3 separate regions of the Sus scrofa genome follow, and all the other regions are linked to region 1. A link is a contact called in public Hi-C data. All regions are on one chromosome and are shown on one strand. Each heading gives the region's core, a stretch centred on a gene start, on an enhancer-like site or on the middle of the called end of the contact. The rest is flanking DNA. Distances are from core to core; before and after follow the strand shown.

Region 1 (4,846 bases), core at 1,111-3,610:
AGGTCTGCACCTGTGACATATGGAGGTTCCTAGGCTAGGGGTCCAATTGAAGCTGTAGCTGCCAGCCTATGCCACAGCCACAGCAATGTGGGATCCGAGCTGCCTCTGCAACCTACACCACAGCTCATGGCAATACGGGATCCTTAACCCACTGAGTGAAGCCAGGGATCGAACCCACGTCCTCATGGATGCTGTCAGAATGCTAGTCAGGTTCATTAATCGCTGAACCATGACAGGAACTCCTCCATCTGTCCTTTTTTTTTTTTTCTTTTGTATTTTCTAGGGCTGCACCTGCGACATATGGAGGTTCCTAGGCTAGGGGTCCAATTGAAGCTGTAGCTGCCAGCCTACACCACAGCCACAGCAGTGTGGGATCTGAGCCGCATCTGTGACCTATACCACAGCTCACAGCAATGCTGGATCCTTAACCCACTGAGTGAGGCCAGGGATCAAACCCGCAACCTCATGATTCCTAGTCCGATTCGTTAACCACTGAGCCATGACGATGGCAACTCCAAGCTCCATCTGCTTTATGATTCGATTGCTCTGTTCCATGAAGGACTCATCATCCAGTTCTGCAGCACCCTCCCCCGTTCCCCTCCTCCTCCCCTCCCCTCCTCCAGTAGCTCTGTACTCTGTAACCTCCTTCTGGAAGATAAGCCTGACCAGGACACTCCTCTCCATGGCTCCCTAGTGCCTCAGGGTAGAGGCCATGCTCCCTCCCAGGCTTACAGGCCTGGTGCTCCAGCTCTGGGCCCATTTCAGTGTGACTCAGAACTGGTGGGATGGAGCAGGCTAACTCCTGCCTCCAGGCCTTGGCTCCCACTGTACCCTCTGAAAGCTCCCCCTCCCTCTCCACCTCCACCCCCTCCAGTTTTTCCTATCCAGATGCTCCTCCTGGAAGCCTTTCCCGACATCCCAGCCCAGCCCATGACAGGTCAGCTTTTCCATGACCCTTTCTAGAGTGTCCCGGGGGTCTCAGTGGTCAGACAACTCGGATGAGAAACAGCTCCCTGCCCACTGCCACCTTCTGAGAACCCGAGTGCTCCCTTTTCCAGCCTGAGCAGCCCCCAGCACTGCCCTGGCTCTCTGTCCACTTGTCTGCCTGGGCCTGTGTCTATCTGCTTCTGTTTCTTTCCTCCACTCCCTGACTTTTTCAACAGATCATTCCACTGTCTCTTCTACTGGTCTTCACGCCTCTCCTCATGTTTAATTTGTGTATTTGTGTGTGTGTGTCTTTTTTGTCTTTCTAGGGCCGCGCCCATGGCATAAGGAGGTTCCCAGGCTAGGGGTCCAATCAGAGCTGTAGCAGCTGGCCTACACCACAGCCACAGCAACACTGGATCCTTAACCCACTGAGTGAGGCCAGGGATCGAACGCATATCCTCATGGATGCTAGTTGGGTTTGTTAACTGCTGAGCCACAATGGAAACTCCTCCTCATGCTTTAATTTAATGCTCTGTCACCTCATTCCACCAAGGACTCAAGTGGTGTGTTTATCTCCCGTCCTCACTCAGTCCCCAACCCCGATTTCTCACAGTCTCTCTGTCCCCTCTCATCCCACAGCTAATGACCTTGGGACGTAGAAAGAGGAGTTCTTACTCCTTTAGAGAGGGGATCCCCTCTCTGTCATAGAATAAGGTTCTAGGGCACAAGGCAGGCCCCAGCCCTTCCCTACCAAGGTCAGACCTGTGTGGGGTTGGGAGCAAGAGAAAGGGCCACCTGGGCATCCATGCCACTGCATCCAGGGCTGCTCAGGGCCCTCGGCGCCTTAATGCAGTCCCTTGTGGTGCCTGTGGGGGAAAGAGAAGTATCGTGTAGCAGATCTCTTTGGTGAAGGCCCTGTGTGAACCTTCCTACTGAAGCCTTCCCCACTGTTTCTTCACTTCTTCAGCCTCATCCAGAGTGTGTCCTGGGCATAGGCCCACCTTGTCTCTCACTCCAGGGCCCCAGCATGTCCCGCTTGGCCTGGAAAGGAGTCAGTTGAGGAAGGGGAGGCCTTGAAGTGGTGGTGTCTGTCTCCTTTTCCTTCACCTGAAGCCTCCCTGGACCTCAGAGCTGCCATTAGCTTGGGATCCCAACCAAGCACCTGGAGCTTCTGCCCACGCAGCCTGAGGGCTCCAGGAGGGCAAGATCCCTCTTAGGTCTCCCAACAGGTTGGCGAGGCAGGCTGTACAAGACAGGGACCCGGGAGACTAAGTCCATGTGTTCACTCCTCAGGGAAAAAGGTCAGAGGCCGTGCATGGCCCACCCATTCTTCTACCCACTTCTCTGCCAAGTGGGCTCTATCCAGCATGGGAGGAGGGTTTCTAAAGCCAAGCCCAGCCAGGGCCACCAACAGGGAACTGCTCCGGGCTTGGTCAGCCTGGGCCTGGGCCTTGGAGGTCCCAAGCCAGGCGGGCCATGAGGCCACAAGAGAGCTTGGGCAGAACTCACCCCTGCCTGGAGCCTCAATCGCTAGCCTACTACTGGGGGGGCCCCCCACCCCCAGACCACCGGCTGCTGCCCGCCTGCCTGGCGACTGAAGGCAGGCGTCTGGGCGCAGGCAGTCCTGGGGCGCAGGAGCCCTCACAGAGAGGGGAGCCCCACTCCCCTCGCCCCCACCCACCACCCAGCGGCGGCGGGTTACAGCTCCCGGCGCCCTCGAGTCCGCCCAGGCCCTGGCCCCACGCCAGGCAACTGGATCCATCACAGCAGTTGGCGGGAGCCGGGAAGGCGCGTCCCCCGGGGCTCGCAGGCGGCTGGCGCTGGCGGCGGGCAGGGGGCGGGCGGCGGCTGCGGCGCTGCGGGGGCTGCGGTTGGCGCGGGCACCGCCGAGGGGCCACGTCTCCCGCACTAATTGGCCTTTCCTCAGCCGCCCCAGCCGGTAATTGCTGCTTCGGGGGTGGAAAGCTGGGGGTGTTGGAGGAGAGGAAGGGGCGCCGCTTCCGGAGCAGGGAGTGGGGCTCAGGCCGAGCTGAGCCGCGTGTGCGCGCCTTTCCTAGGCCAGCTTTGCTCCGGGGCGCTTTCGTGCTCAAAGTGGCCCTGGCGAGTGGAGGTGAACTTGGGGAAAAGCCACAGAAGAGTCCTGGGATCCTCACCAAGATCCAGTCAGTTCTGAGAACCTCTCCCTGGGGCGCGGGGTCTGGCAGGGGATTTAGGAAAAGCTCTGGGGGGTCCTCAAGGGATCTGGGTGAGGGTGTGAAGATGGGGTGGAGACAGGGCAGCAGGTAGGCCTCTACAATGCCCTCTTCCAGCAGTGCTATGGGGAGGGGCAGACAGGAAGAGGGGTACTCTCCTGGATGGCTGGGGAGGGTATGAGGCAGGGACTATGGGAGGCAGGGGCCCAGCCCAGCACCCAGCCTGCCCACCCGAGTTCTTACTGGCTTGAATTCCTTGAGGAGGTCCCAGGGTTCTGGGAGAGTCCTCTAGAATTCTCACTTCTGCCCCAGCCTGGCCAGCCCTGGCTCCAGCTCAGCTGCGCTCCCTCTAATTTGGGCAAGGATAGCCTCTGGGCGGGTGGGTGGCTGCTTGGAGAAGACCCCTTCTGCAGACCTGTGTGGCAGAGCTTGAGGAGGGGAGAACTGAGAGGCCTTCCAAAGCAGGGCTGGAACAGCCTGGGGTCAGACCTCAGGATCTCCTGGGCAAGATGTCCCCTGTAGGCACTGGGAGGAATCAAGCCCAACCAGACCCCAGCCAGAGCCTCCTGAGTTCTTCACAGGTTGCCCAGGGGGCCTAAGCTCCCAGTCCTCACTCTGGCTTCTATGATGAGTGGCTATTTAGTTGCCTGTCCCCTGGTTAGGGGTGGGCAGAGATGTTCTTCTAGCTATGCCTCCCCTGAAATTGGAGCTGTCACACATCCTCTGGAGGCCACACTCCCTCAGGGATTGTTCTAGGTCTGGATGGAGGTAGCAGGGTAAGTCGGACAGGTATGGATCAAATTCCCACTCTGCCACCACTAGCTCATCTCCTGCCTTGATTTCTTTATTGGTAGAATAGGATTAATGAAATCCATGTGACAACATTGTTGTGAAGATAAACTTTTGCTTGATAGGGGTTCTCCCCACTCCTCCAACCATCCTTTTGCTTTGGGGCCTGAAATGCTGGGGTATGAAGTATCAGGTGCCCCCTATTACATGGGTCTTTGCAGCCTCTAGTTATCTCAGATACTCAGGAAACCCCTAAAAATAAAGACCCTAGTCAACTTTGTAGTTTGGGACATAAAAATCTCTGGTATGCTACACTAATGTTCATAAGCATTTTTCACAATGACCAAAAGGTGGGAACAAGGCAAATATCCATAAACATATAAATGGATAAACAAAATGTGGAAAAAGACACATGCACTTGTATGTTCATTGCAGCACTATTCACAATAGCCAAGACAGGGAAACAACCCAAATGTCCATCGACAGACGACTGGATTAAGAAGATGTGGTGTATATATACACAACGGAATACTACTCAGCCATCAAAAAGAACAAAATAATGCCATTTGCAGCAACATGGATGGAACTAAAGACTCGCATACTAAGTGAAGTAAGCCAAAAAGAGAAAAATACCATACAATATCACTTACATCTGGAATCTAATATACAACACAAATGACCCTTTCCACAGAGAAGAAAATCATGGACTTGGAGAACAGACTTGTGGTTGCCCAGGGGGAGGGGGAAAGAGTGGGATGGACTTGGAATCTGGGGTTAATAGATAGAAACTATTGCCTTTGGAATGGATAAGCAATGAGATCCAGCTGTATAGCACTGGGAACTATATCTAGTCACTTATGATGGAGCATGATAATGTGAAAAAAAGAATGTATATATGTATGTGTGACTGGGCCACCTTGCTGTACAGTAGAACATTG
Region 2 (4,846 bases), core at 1,296-3,795, 210 kb before region 1:
GAGTACAGGCTGTGCCAGCATAGATGGGGAGAGAGTAGCAACGCTCAGCTATAATTAGTCACCCCACAGCAGAGCCTGCACAACAGGGAGAGGGAGGAGGGTCTCTGGTGGGAGGAGAGACCACTGGCTGCTCAGAAGTGGGGAGGAAGGGACAGAGGCAAGGAAAAGCAGTTCTACTCAAGGAAAGGACTCTGAAATACAACCTTCAATATTGTACAGACTGAAGGAGGTTGGATGTAAGAAAGCATCTAAGGCAGGCAGCACATAGTAAGGCCCCAATAAATGGAAGTTTCTTATACCCTGAAGTGGAAAGAAGGCAGACCTGAAGGGGGGCACCTTTAGGAGAGCAGAGGGGGTCAGAAGAAAAGTGGCAGTTTAGTATCCAAAGAGAATGGACACTTGGACGTGGCCTCCAGGGAAGGCTGCTTCCACAGGACCAGGATGCCTGGGTTTGCCAGAGAACAGCCTCCCTTCAATGTCCACACACGTCCCTCACCACTGACAGGTTTTTAGGAGGCTGGGGGTTGGAGGAGAGGGTAAACTGGGCTTACTGCAAGAAGAGGGGAGAGAAAGGGAAAAGCAGTATAGGGATGAGGCTGGAGAGAGCTGGGGCAGCCTGAGAAGGCAAATCCTCAGGGCTCCCACGCAAGAAGGGGAGGAACCTAAGTCGGGGCACGCCAAGAAGCCGGCCGTGATCTGGGGACTCGGGATTGGGGGCGGGTCCGCTGCCGGCCACCCGCCCGCCCAAGCAGACGCACACACGCACTCACCGATCTTAGCCAGGCTGGCCACCAGGATCCACAGGGCTACCAGGTAGGGCGCCTCCACCTCATGCCACTGCCAGCGGAAGAGCGCCAATCCCGGGGGAGGCTCACCCGGCGACCCCAGCTCCAGGGTGGGCTCTTCGGTTGTTCCCGCCCCCGCCAGGGGCAGCCCGAGCAGCGGCAGTGCGACGCGCAACATCCTGCCGCCAACCTAGCACCCCTCCCGGCGCCCCACGGCCGCCGGCCTCGCGTCGCCGCCACCGCCTACCGACCGCCCCCGCGTCACGAGCACGTGGGGCCCGCTGCCCCCAATCCTAGTTCCGATTCCCCCAAGCCAGGTCCGGACTCGGAGCCCCTGCCCTGAGCGTCGGCAGTCTGGACCCTTGCTCCTCCGCTCTAAATCTGTCTCGGCTCTGGAAATTCCCCGGCGCAGCCTTCCCCTAAGTCCTGCAACCTATTCCATCGAGTCCGCTCCCCCAAACCTTCTCTAAACCTCCCCCGACCCGGATTCAGAGCCGTGAGCGGCCACAGTCCTCTAGGGACACCGTTGCGTAGAACTGGCCGGAGGCGAGGGTGACGGGGTCTGCCAGGGACCGGGGTCCAGGCGGGAGGAATGCGGCACTGCCACTGGAGTGCCCGCCGGCTGTAAGCAGCCGACCCTGGGTAATGAGGCCGCGGGCCCCGGCATGCCCCGTGCAGACTGCAGGGGGCAGTGCGCCACCGACTTCCGCGCAGCCCTCAGAAGCTTGAGACCCTTCGCGCCCCCGCCCGCACCAGAGCTGCGCACGCGCACTGGGCTCTAATAGAAAGCCGAGAGGGACAACTGTCCCCGCCGTCCCCAGAAACCCCAAGGCCCAGATTGGGCCCATCCCATTCCAAGCTAAGAAAGAGGTTGTTTCTCTTCATTTACCAAACCGAGGGGCACTCGGCCTCCCTTTCCTTTAGAATACAGTGAACTCGTCTCACTTTTTCCATGAGACTCAATGAAGCAAACGTTATCTTTTAGGGGATCTTCCCTAAACTGTGGAAACCGCACCCTATCGATTCCCTTCAAACTAAGAGGGACCTACCCACCTTTTCCCCCAAATCTGAAGGGCCTTTCAGCTTATCTCTCCCCAAATAGAAAAGGGCCGATTCCACTTTTCTTTGCAGCTGAAGGGCAACCCACCCAGTTCTTCCCTCAAATTGAGTGTAATAAGTTCACCTCCCCGCAGAACTTGTCATCCCATCCTTTTCCCAGAGTGAGGGGCACGTCCTTCTTCTTCCTCCAATTAAAGGTAAATGATCCCACCTTTTCCTTCGAATTGAGTGTAATCTATTTTCACTCCTTGCTCCAAGCTGAAAGAGACCCATTCCCTTGCTTTCCCCAAATAAGGGGAGCCCATCCACTTCATCCATCCCTCAATTGAAGGAATCAGGAGCATCTCGTCCTTACACCGAGAGGAACCTGGCTACCCATGGTCTTAAGAAACTTCCAACCCACCTTGCCCTAAGAAACCCCAAGAGAGCGCAGTTTCACGGCCCCCAAGCCCAAAGAGCTTCCCAGATTCTGCGCGCTCTCGAAAGGGGTGTGCGCGAGCTCGAATTTTCCTGCCGGACTAGCCAATGAACCAACAGGACTATCATGCCCTCTGAATTTCTTGGCTGCAAGCTCCGCCACCAGCGGTGCTTGCTTCCACCTCGCGCGCTGGGAGACTACTATTGGCCCCACCCCCTTCTTCGGGCCCGCCTCCGTATGGCTCCGCCCCTCTCCCCCAGCGTCGGGTCTGGCCCCGCCCAGACAGCAGAACTAGTTGAGTAGACGCCGCGGCTGGGCCGGGACCCGCCCAGAGGTGCGCGGCTCGAGCCAGGGTCTGAGCCATGGCCGGCGAGGAGGACCGCGGGGACGGGGAGCCGGTATCAGTGGTGACCGTGCGGGTACAGTACCTAGAAGACACCGACCCTTTCGCATGTGCCAATTTCCCGGAGCCGCGCCGGGCCCCCACCTGCAGCCTGGACGGGGCGCTGCCCCTGGGCGCGCAGATACCCGCGCTGCACCGCCTGCTGGGGGCGCCGCTCAAGGTGAGGGGAGCGGGAGAAAAGCTGGGGGCCACCAAGGGTTCAGGGTTGGCGCCGTGAAAGCCTTTGGGTGCTCTACCAGGAAAGTTTTGGGTTAGGTACCCAAGGTCTACGTTGCCTGGCTTGGGGGGCCGCTTCTCAAATTGAAGGAAGCTGAAGAAGGGAGGTGGTTGTGCGCGCCACGCAAGCTGTCCCTTGAAAATGAGGCCCACCTGGGGGAGGCGCTCGGGTTTCGCTCGCTGCCTTTTTGCCTGATTAACTGCTCTGGATAGGGTGGCGGTAGGTGTTTGGGTGGTAGCGGACCTAGGAGGCGGAGCTGAGGACCGGCTAGCTTTCATCTGCTTCAGGTGAGGTGGAAGCGGGACCACGAGGAGGGGCGGACCGGGGGCGGGCCACTGGAGGTGTCTAGAGGCTGGATTGGGTCCTGCTGGGCTGAGTGTTGTCCCTGCAGGTGGAAGTTCGGCTTGGGAGTGCGGCGGCGAAGAGACTTCACGGGGTGAGGGGGAGTCCCCGGGAAGCAGCCTGACCCGGGACACTGGCGGGAGGCTGCACTGGTGGAAAAGTCCTTTGAGTCACCGCCCCCACCATCCCGTGCAGCTGCCGGCAGCCGCCGGGGGCTGGAAGGGAGGGAGCAGGCCGGGCTAATTTTAAACTGCCGGCCTGCTCTAGTTTGCCTGCGCCCCAGAGCCGACTCGTGCACAGTGCCGGGAAAGGCCCATTTCCAGATGGCCGGCCCTACCTCCCCTTCTGCTAGCCGCGCAGCCCCCCGCAGGCGGCCTTTTCCGGTGCACTTGGTTTCCGGGCCAGAACTCTGCTAGGCGCACTACTACTCCTCGCAGTGTCCCACCAGCCATTCCGCACCAAATGATGAGGAAGAGAGGAGAGAGTTGATGGGGGTGCCCTCCGCTGCTCCCAGGCTTAGCTGGACGCCGAGTTGCGTAAACTTGCCCCCCGGGCCCAGGGTCTCCCCTGGAATGTGCCCCAGGCGCCGGGCCCCCAGCTTGCATTCCTAGCGCTGCGGGGCAGCCCCGCCTCCAAGCGCAGGCGGGAGAGGTGCTGAGACTATTGGCCTGGGGAGTGGCGCGTGTCTGAGCAGAGCCAGGGCTTTGAAGACAAGGACTGAAGAGTGTAGCATGTTGCCCTCTCCAGAGTTTTGATGCCACTCCTCCTTGTCTTGCCCTGTTCAAAGGAGCAAACTGAAATGGGCCTGAAAGAAGCACCTCCAGCCAGAGGCCACCTCCCTTTCAAGATGGGCGCAGGGGAGAGAAGGGTACTGAACTGAGGCCAGGTTCTTGTTTCCAGGCTCCCAGAACTCCTAGTACTGAAATAAGCCTGGAGCACAACAGAGAACAGAGTATTCCTCCCACTCCAACTCTAGGACAGGACTTAGCCATAACACCCCTTTTCCCAATTAGGGGCAAGTTTGGGAGGTCAGCTATAGGAGAGAGGCTCAGAATTACCCTCACCCCTCCCCCTCATTTAGGAGCACACCACCACCACCCCCTCACCAGGTGCTCTGCCTTCTGTTCTCTGCTCCCTTGCTGAAAGCAAGGATAATGTGTTACATACTCCCTAGCTTGGTCCTTCCTGGTCTCCCCACTTTCAGGATCTCCCACCTGTGTACCTGAGAACTGCCAAATCCCGCACAGGCAGAATTTGGAGGCTAGCACACTGAGTTACCACTGTGCCTAGAGCCAAGACTCCCTGGGGCTGGCAGTTCTGCCAGGAATGGTCAGATGCACTGTGATGTGCTCATCCCAAATATAAACTGTGACCACAGCCCCAGAATAGAAGGCCAGAGGAAGAAGGGCTGAGAATAGGGTAGGGGCAGGATGTCAGCGAGTTGAGGGAGGGGGAACAGGGCCCCTCCTTGTAGGAAATGTCAACAGCTGGCCCCTCCCCTAGTCCTATAACTGGGTGCCCCAGGGGTACAGACATGACTCAGACCTGCCTCCACAGCCCTCTAGAGAGGAGAGGTGGCCCAGAAACCCAGGCATCCCCATCCGAGCCTGTAGAGCAGAAAT
Region 3 (4,846 bases), core at 1,579-4,078, 130 kb before region 1:
GTTATGCAGAGCTAGAAGCACAGGGGGCTGCCTGTGGGACGACGAACTTCCCCTTATAAGTGTGCCAGCTGGGTGGGGACAGCTGAGCCACGTAGGACAGGACAGTTGTCTCCACAACTGGGTGGGGGGTGGTCTCTGTCCCCAGGAGGCAGAATGGCAGCTGGGCCAAATGGGCTCGAGGAATGGGTGGGCAGCGCATACCTGTTTGTGGAGTCCTCGCTGGACAAGGTGGTCTTGTCAGAGTCCTACGCTCACCAGCAGCACAAAGCAGCCGTGTACAGGGCTCTGCGGACTGCCCTTGCAGGTGCGTGAGTGGGTGGGCCCTTGGAGAGGCAGGGGTGGCCTGGGGCCTTTGTGGGTGGGGCCGAGGGCTGAGACCCCCAACTCTTCAACTCTGTGGGCTTGTGCTTAACCACTGGTTAAAGGAAGAGATGTGTTGGGGAAGGGAGGAGGAGGACGCCTGGTTGTGTAGGCTCTGTCTTCTCTTCATGTGTGCCCTTGGGCATAGATCTGTGTCCCTCTGTCTATGATCTACTTATGTGTGTGCTCAAGTGCCCCTGCTCAATACCCCCCACTCTCCCAATCAGCCTGCTCACTGCTTTCTACTAATTGCTCATCTCTCTCTTCTTTTCCTCTCTCACTGCAGCATTCCTTGCCAAAGACCCCCAGTACCTGCCTTTTGGCTTCTCTTTTCCCATCTCAGGGCAGAGGCCACAGGAGGTTAAAGCCGGTTGGGGGGATATGGCCCCAGCCTCCGGGCAGGGGGAGAAGGGGAGCTGCACTCTAGGAGGCTGAAGACCTGAGACTTCCAGCCCCCTCCCCTGGCCCGACAGTCACCTACTCAGAAGGCTTGGCTGCCCAGGATAAATGCCCCTTTTTCTACTCTGCAAAGTCTCCCACATCCCTTGTGCCCACCCTCATTTGAGGATTCAAGGACGGGGCTAAAGTGACACCCACTCCGTCTTAAGGTGCTCTCTGTGAGAGGTCTTGGCCTTTATTCTGGGTTGTTGTTGTCTGCCTCCCAATTTTGCTTCCCTGCTGGGAGCTCTGGGTTATACCCTTGCCCCCAGGTCTGGGGATAGGGAGGGAGTCTGACCTCGGGCTTCGTTCCTCCTCTGGCCTCTTGGAGAACGGGCCCGATAGGGGACCTCGTGGTGCCTGACTGCCCGCCTCCGCAGAGAGTGGCGGGAGCCCGGAGGAGCTGCAGATGCTCAAGATTCACCGCAGCGATCCGCAGCTGATTGTTCAATTGCGTTTCTGTGGGCGCCAGGCCTGCAGCCGCTTCCTCCGGGCCTACCGCGAGGGGGCACTGCGCACCGCTCTGCAGGCGTGCTTGGAGGCTGCTCTGGCCCTGAGTTCCGTGCCTTTGCAACTGGAGCTGCGCGCCAGCGCAGAGCGGCTGGACGCCTTGCTGACAGACGAGGAACGCTGTTTGAATTTCATCTTCGCCCAGAAGGTGCGGCCGGGCTGGGGCCAGGGTGAGGTGGGGTGGGGATCCGAGGCTAAGACCCCACCAATGCCGCACTCTCCTCCCTAGCCTGACCGGCTCCGGGATGAGGAACTCACAGAGTTGGAGGATGCGCTCAGAAATCTGACCTGCGGCTCAGGGGGCCAAGGGGGTGACGTGGAGGGCGCTCCAGCCACCTCTACTGCGGAGAAGCTGCCGCCACCGCCGTCTGGCCAGACTTTTCTGTTCCAGGGTCAGCCTGTCGGTGAGGTGCCCGGAGAGCGGCAAAGGCTGGGTCCTCTGTAGGATGGAGTCTGGGGAGGGGCGAGGTCTGGGCAGGATAGTCGCAGGGTGGGAATGGAAGTGTCTCCTCTCCCCAGCTCACGCCACTTCCCATTCCCCCTGCAGTGAACCGGCCGCTGAGCCTGCAGGACCAACTGACGTTTGCGCGCTCAGTGGGCCTCAAGTGGCGCAAGGTGGGGCGCTCCTTGCAGCGTGGTTGCCGGGCGCTGCGGGACCCGGCTCTTGACTCACTGGCCTATGAATACGAGCGCGAAGGGCTGTACGAGCAGGCCTTTCAGCTGCTGCGGCGCTTTGTGCAGGCCGAGGGCCGCCGAGCCACGCTGCAGCGCCTGGTAGAGGCCCTTGAGGAGAACGAGCTCACCAGCCTGGCAGAAGACTTGCTGGGCCTGGCGAATCCCGATGGCAGCCTGGCCTAGACTGAGTACCAGAGAAAGAGGGTGGTCAGCCAGTTGCCCAGCCAGGGTTTGGGGCACCTGGATGACCATAGGTTCCCTTCTGCTGCTACTGCTGATCTTCTGTCCATCCATGGGACTCTGAGATGACACTCAACCCCACTTCGCTGAGCTGCTGGAGCTGCTGGGCAGAGGTGACTGCCCTCTCCGGGAGACGGACAAGCATCCATTATGCCTGCTGGAGGTTCTGCTCTAAATACTATGATAGAGACAGAGTTAACTGGTGACCTGCTGCAGAAGTCTGCCTCACCCTCTCCCACCCCAGAAGAGGGGCTTTCAGCCAGACCTTACCTCTTCATTCACCGAATGAACAATTATTATTCATTAATTCATTAAGGACCTGCTGTATCTTAGGCATCATCTTAAGTGTTCCAAATATTGTGCTGAAACAAGATACACGAATCCTGCCTGCTCCCAGTTGACACTCAGTATGGTACTCTGAATATTAAGCATCAGTAATAAAATACTACCCACTTTTTGATGTGAAAAATACAAGGAATTGGGGTTGCAGCTGAGCAGGGGTGAAACTTCCTGGGAGAGAAATGAGTATGAATGGGGGGAGGGGAAGAGAAAGTCAATATTCTGGGCATGGCCAGACTCAGCTGAGGTCTTAAGGAAGCTGAGAGGGAGGGCTTAGACTGAGAAGGTTTAGACTGGCTGGCTCTAGGGGTAGGTGGATTTGCAGAGACCTGTTGGTGAGTGGGGGAGGCAGATGGCATGGGGCCTGGTAAGCCATTTTGAGTTGGATTTTATCCAGAGGCCAATGAGAAGCCTTTAAAGGGTTTTGGTAGATGAGGCTGGGAGGCTGGTAAGGATGCAGACTGAGAGAGGACAGTGGTCCAGACTGCAGCAGCTGGCAGCAGAGATGGAGGGAAGGGATGAACCCTGAGAGCTGTTCAGGACAAAGGATAACAAGCTTGGTGGAGAGGACCTCAAAGTTTCTGCCTTTGCCAGCTGGGTGGAGGGTGGAGCTGCCTGCCGAGATAGGGGTCCTGGGGGAGGTGAAGTGCTTGCTTTGTCTGGGACAAGTTGGGCATGACATCCAAGGAGAGTCCAAGGATAGCTGTGCCTATGGTTTTAAGTTCAGGAGAGGGTCAAGGCTAAGGATTTAGAACCGTACAGGTGGGAGTGGGTGCCCAAGGGGAGGTCCTAAAGACCAATAAAAGAGCAGCCCAAAGAGGAGGGAGGAAACCTAGATTTGAAAGCCAGGGGAATTCACGCCTGCTGTGATGGAGGCTGCCATCCCCCAAGGCTGAAGAGTCAAGGCAAAGGCTAACAGGTGGGGGTTGTTTCTGGGACGTGGTGGGGACAAACTGAAGCCAGAGGGAGAAGCAGTAGAGGACTCCTGAGAAGTCTATGAACAGGAGAGTGAGGCTCAGAATGGAGGGTTTACTTTGTGAGGAAGAACACTGGGGGGAAGAAGTCAGAAGGAGCAGTCATAGCCACTGAAAAGAGGGTGGCATTGGGCAGCAGTGCCAGCTCCTGTAGTCTGCCCTCAGAAGTTTTGAGGCAGGTGAGTTCCCATTGTGGCACAGTGGTTAACGAATCCGACTAGGAACCATGAGGTTGCAGGTTAGGTCCCTGGCCTCGCTCAGTGGGCTAAGGATCCAGCGCTTCTGTGAGCTGTGGTGCAGGTCGCAGATGCGGCTCGAGGCTCGGATCCCGAGTTAGTGTGGCTCTGGTGTAGAACAAGCGGCTACAGCTCTGATTAGACCCCTAGCCTGGGAACCTCCATATGCCGTGGGAAGCGGCCCTAGAAAAGGCAAAAAGACAAAAAAAAAAAAAAAAAAAAAAGTTCTGGGGCAAAGTGGGAAAGTGGGAGGTGGGGGTTGTCCACTCCAGTGCATGGGCTCTGAGTTCCAGGAAGAGAGAATTGGCATGAGAACTGGGTAAGGCCTGGACCCTCAATCTCCAGAGCACCTCTCTGTCTTCCTGGGTCCAGATTAAACCCTTTGCTCACTGGCCTACTTCAGGAGTCTCACAAACTGGCCTACCTGGCCTGCAGTGGGCCCAGGCTTGTTTTTTCCTACCCGCAGGAGACTATGTTGGCCTCGGGCACTAGGGGGTAGGGGACTCAGAACTGCCTCTGGGGAGACAGACTGAAGCGCTCATCTGGAAAGTTAAAGCATATAGGGCTGGCCTCCTGTCCTGTATCCCAGTGGATGGTTAGGGAGAGGGACAACAAGGGAGGACAGAGGAAAGAGTCCTGGACTAAATTCCAGAAAACCTGGGGCAGTGCTCTAACTTTCTGCATGTATGATCCTGGGCAAGTCACTTAACTCCCTAAGGGGCAGCGTCCCCATCTGGATCCTGTCTTGTGGAACCAGGGCCTGGTAAGCTGGAGTGGTGCATCCAAGGATGGGCTGGAAGGGGCCAGGTCGATGCCAAAGACACTGGGCCCCCAGGGATTTCCAGCTGGCATGCCCTGGGGTTGAGGCCAGGCCAGCCCCTACCCAGCTCTGGGGAAGCAGGGGTGGGGAAACTAACCACAAAGGCTGGCTAATGCTTCTTCCCGTTCCCCAGATTTGGGGATTGTGAGCCTGGATGGAGATCAGAACCAATGCCTTTTAGTTTACCCAGAAAGAGATGGCCGTGAGAATCCCTCTCAGAGATTAGTCCCCACTCGGAGAGAGCGCTCGCTCGG

Evidence for each region. A called contact is a pair of places that touch in the nucleus more often than the background predicts.
Region 2: a contact with region 1 is called in a Hi-C map of retroperitoneal adipose tissue, with 1.8 times the contacts expected there. The contact joins the promoter of FHOD1 here to the enhancer-like site in region 1. A contact is called at or near these places in 2 of 5 promoter capture datasets (fetal liver and liver), 5 of 47 Hi-C or Micro-C datasets (embryonic fibroblasts, liver, mesenteric adipose tissue and 2 more) and 2 of 2 datasets of contacts at active chromatin or transcription factors (alveolar macrophages and skeletal muscle).
Region 3: a contact with region 1 is called in a Hi-C map of skeletal muscle, with 5 times the contacts expected there. The contact joins the promoter of B3GNT9 here to the enhancer-like site in region 1. A contact is called at or near these places in 3 of 5 promoter capture datasets (fetal skeletal muscle and liver), 12 of 47 Hi-C or Micro-C datasets (alveolar macrophages, embryonic fibroblasts, fetal liver and 7 more) and 2 of 2 datasets of contacts at active chromatin or transcription factors (alveolar macrophages and skeletal muscle).

The regions. Positions count from the first base shown.
Region 1 is chr6:27,666,470-27,671,315 of Sscrofa11.1, reverse strand. No RefSeq gene overlaps it. Among named protein-coding and RNA genes, the nearest start is that of CBFB, 15 kb to the left of the region's middle. Within about 2 kb of position 2,360, at least 12 of the 83 cell types and tissues checked have an H3K27ac peak or open chromatin away from gene starts, as enhancers often do. A contact at or near this core is called in retroperitoneal adipose tissue and skeletal muscle, where this site is marked.
Region 2 is chr6:27,880,776-27,885,621 of Sscrofa11.1, reverse strand. It overlaps FHOD1 (FH1/FH2 domain-containing protein 1), which reads left to right and starts at 2,545. Exons shown (of 24, transcript XM_021094071.1): 1 at 2,545-2,825. The coding sequence starts at 2,625. SLC9A5 (sodium/hydrogen exchanger 5) reads right to left here and starts at 2,459. Exons shown (of 15, transcript XR_002344560.1): 1 at 771-2,459.
Region 3 is chr6:27,795,440-27,800,285 of Sscrofa11.1, reverse strand. It overlaps B3GNT9 (UDP-GlcNAc:betaGal beta-1,3-N-acetylglucosaminyltransferase 9), which reads left to right and starts at 2,828. Exons shown (of 2, transcript XM_021094042.1): 1 at 2,828-3,481. It overlaps TRADD (tumor necrosis factor receptor type 1-associated DEATH domain protein), which reads left to right. Exons shown (of 5, transcript XM_021094050.1): 2 at 146-304; 3 at 1,179-1,456; 4 at 1,538-1,712; 5 at 1,856-2,692. The coding sequence starts at 154. The coding sequence ends at 2,166. LOC110260943 (a long non-coding RNA gene) reads right to left here. Exons shown (of 2, transcript XR_002344558.1): 2 at 964-2,167.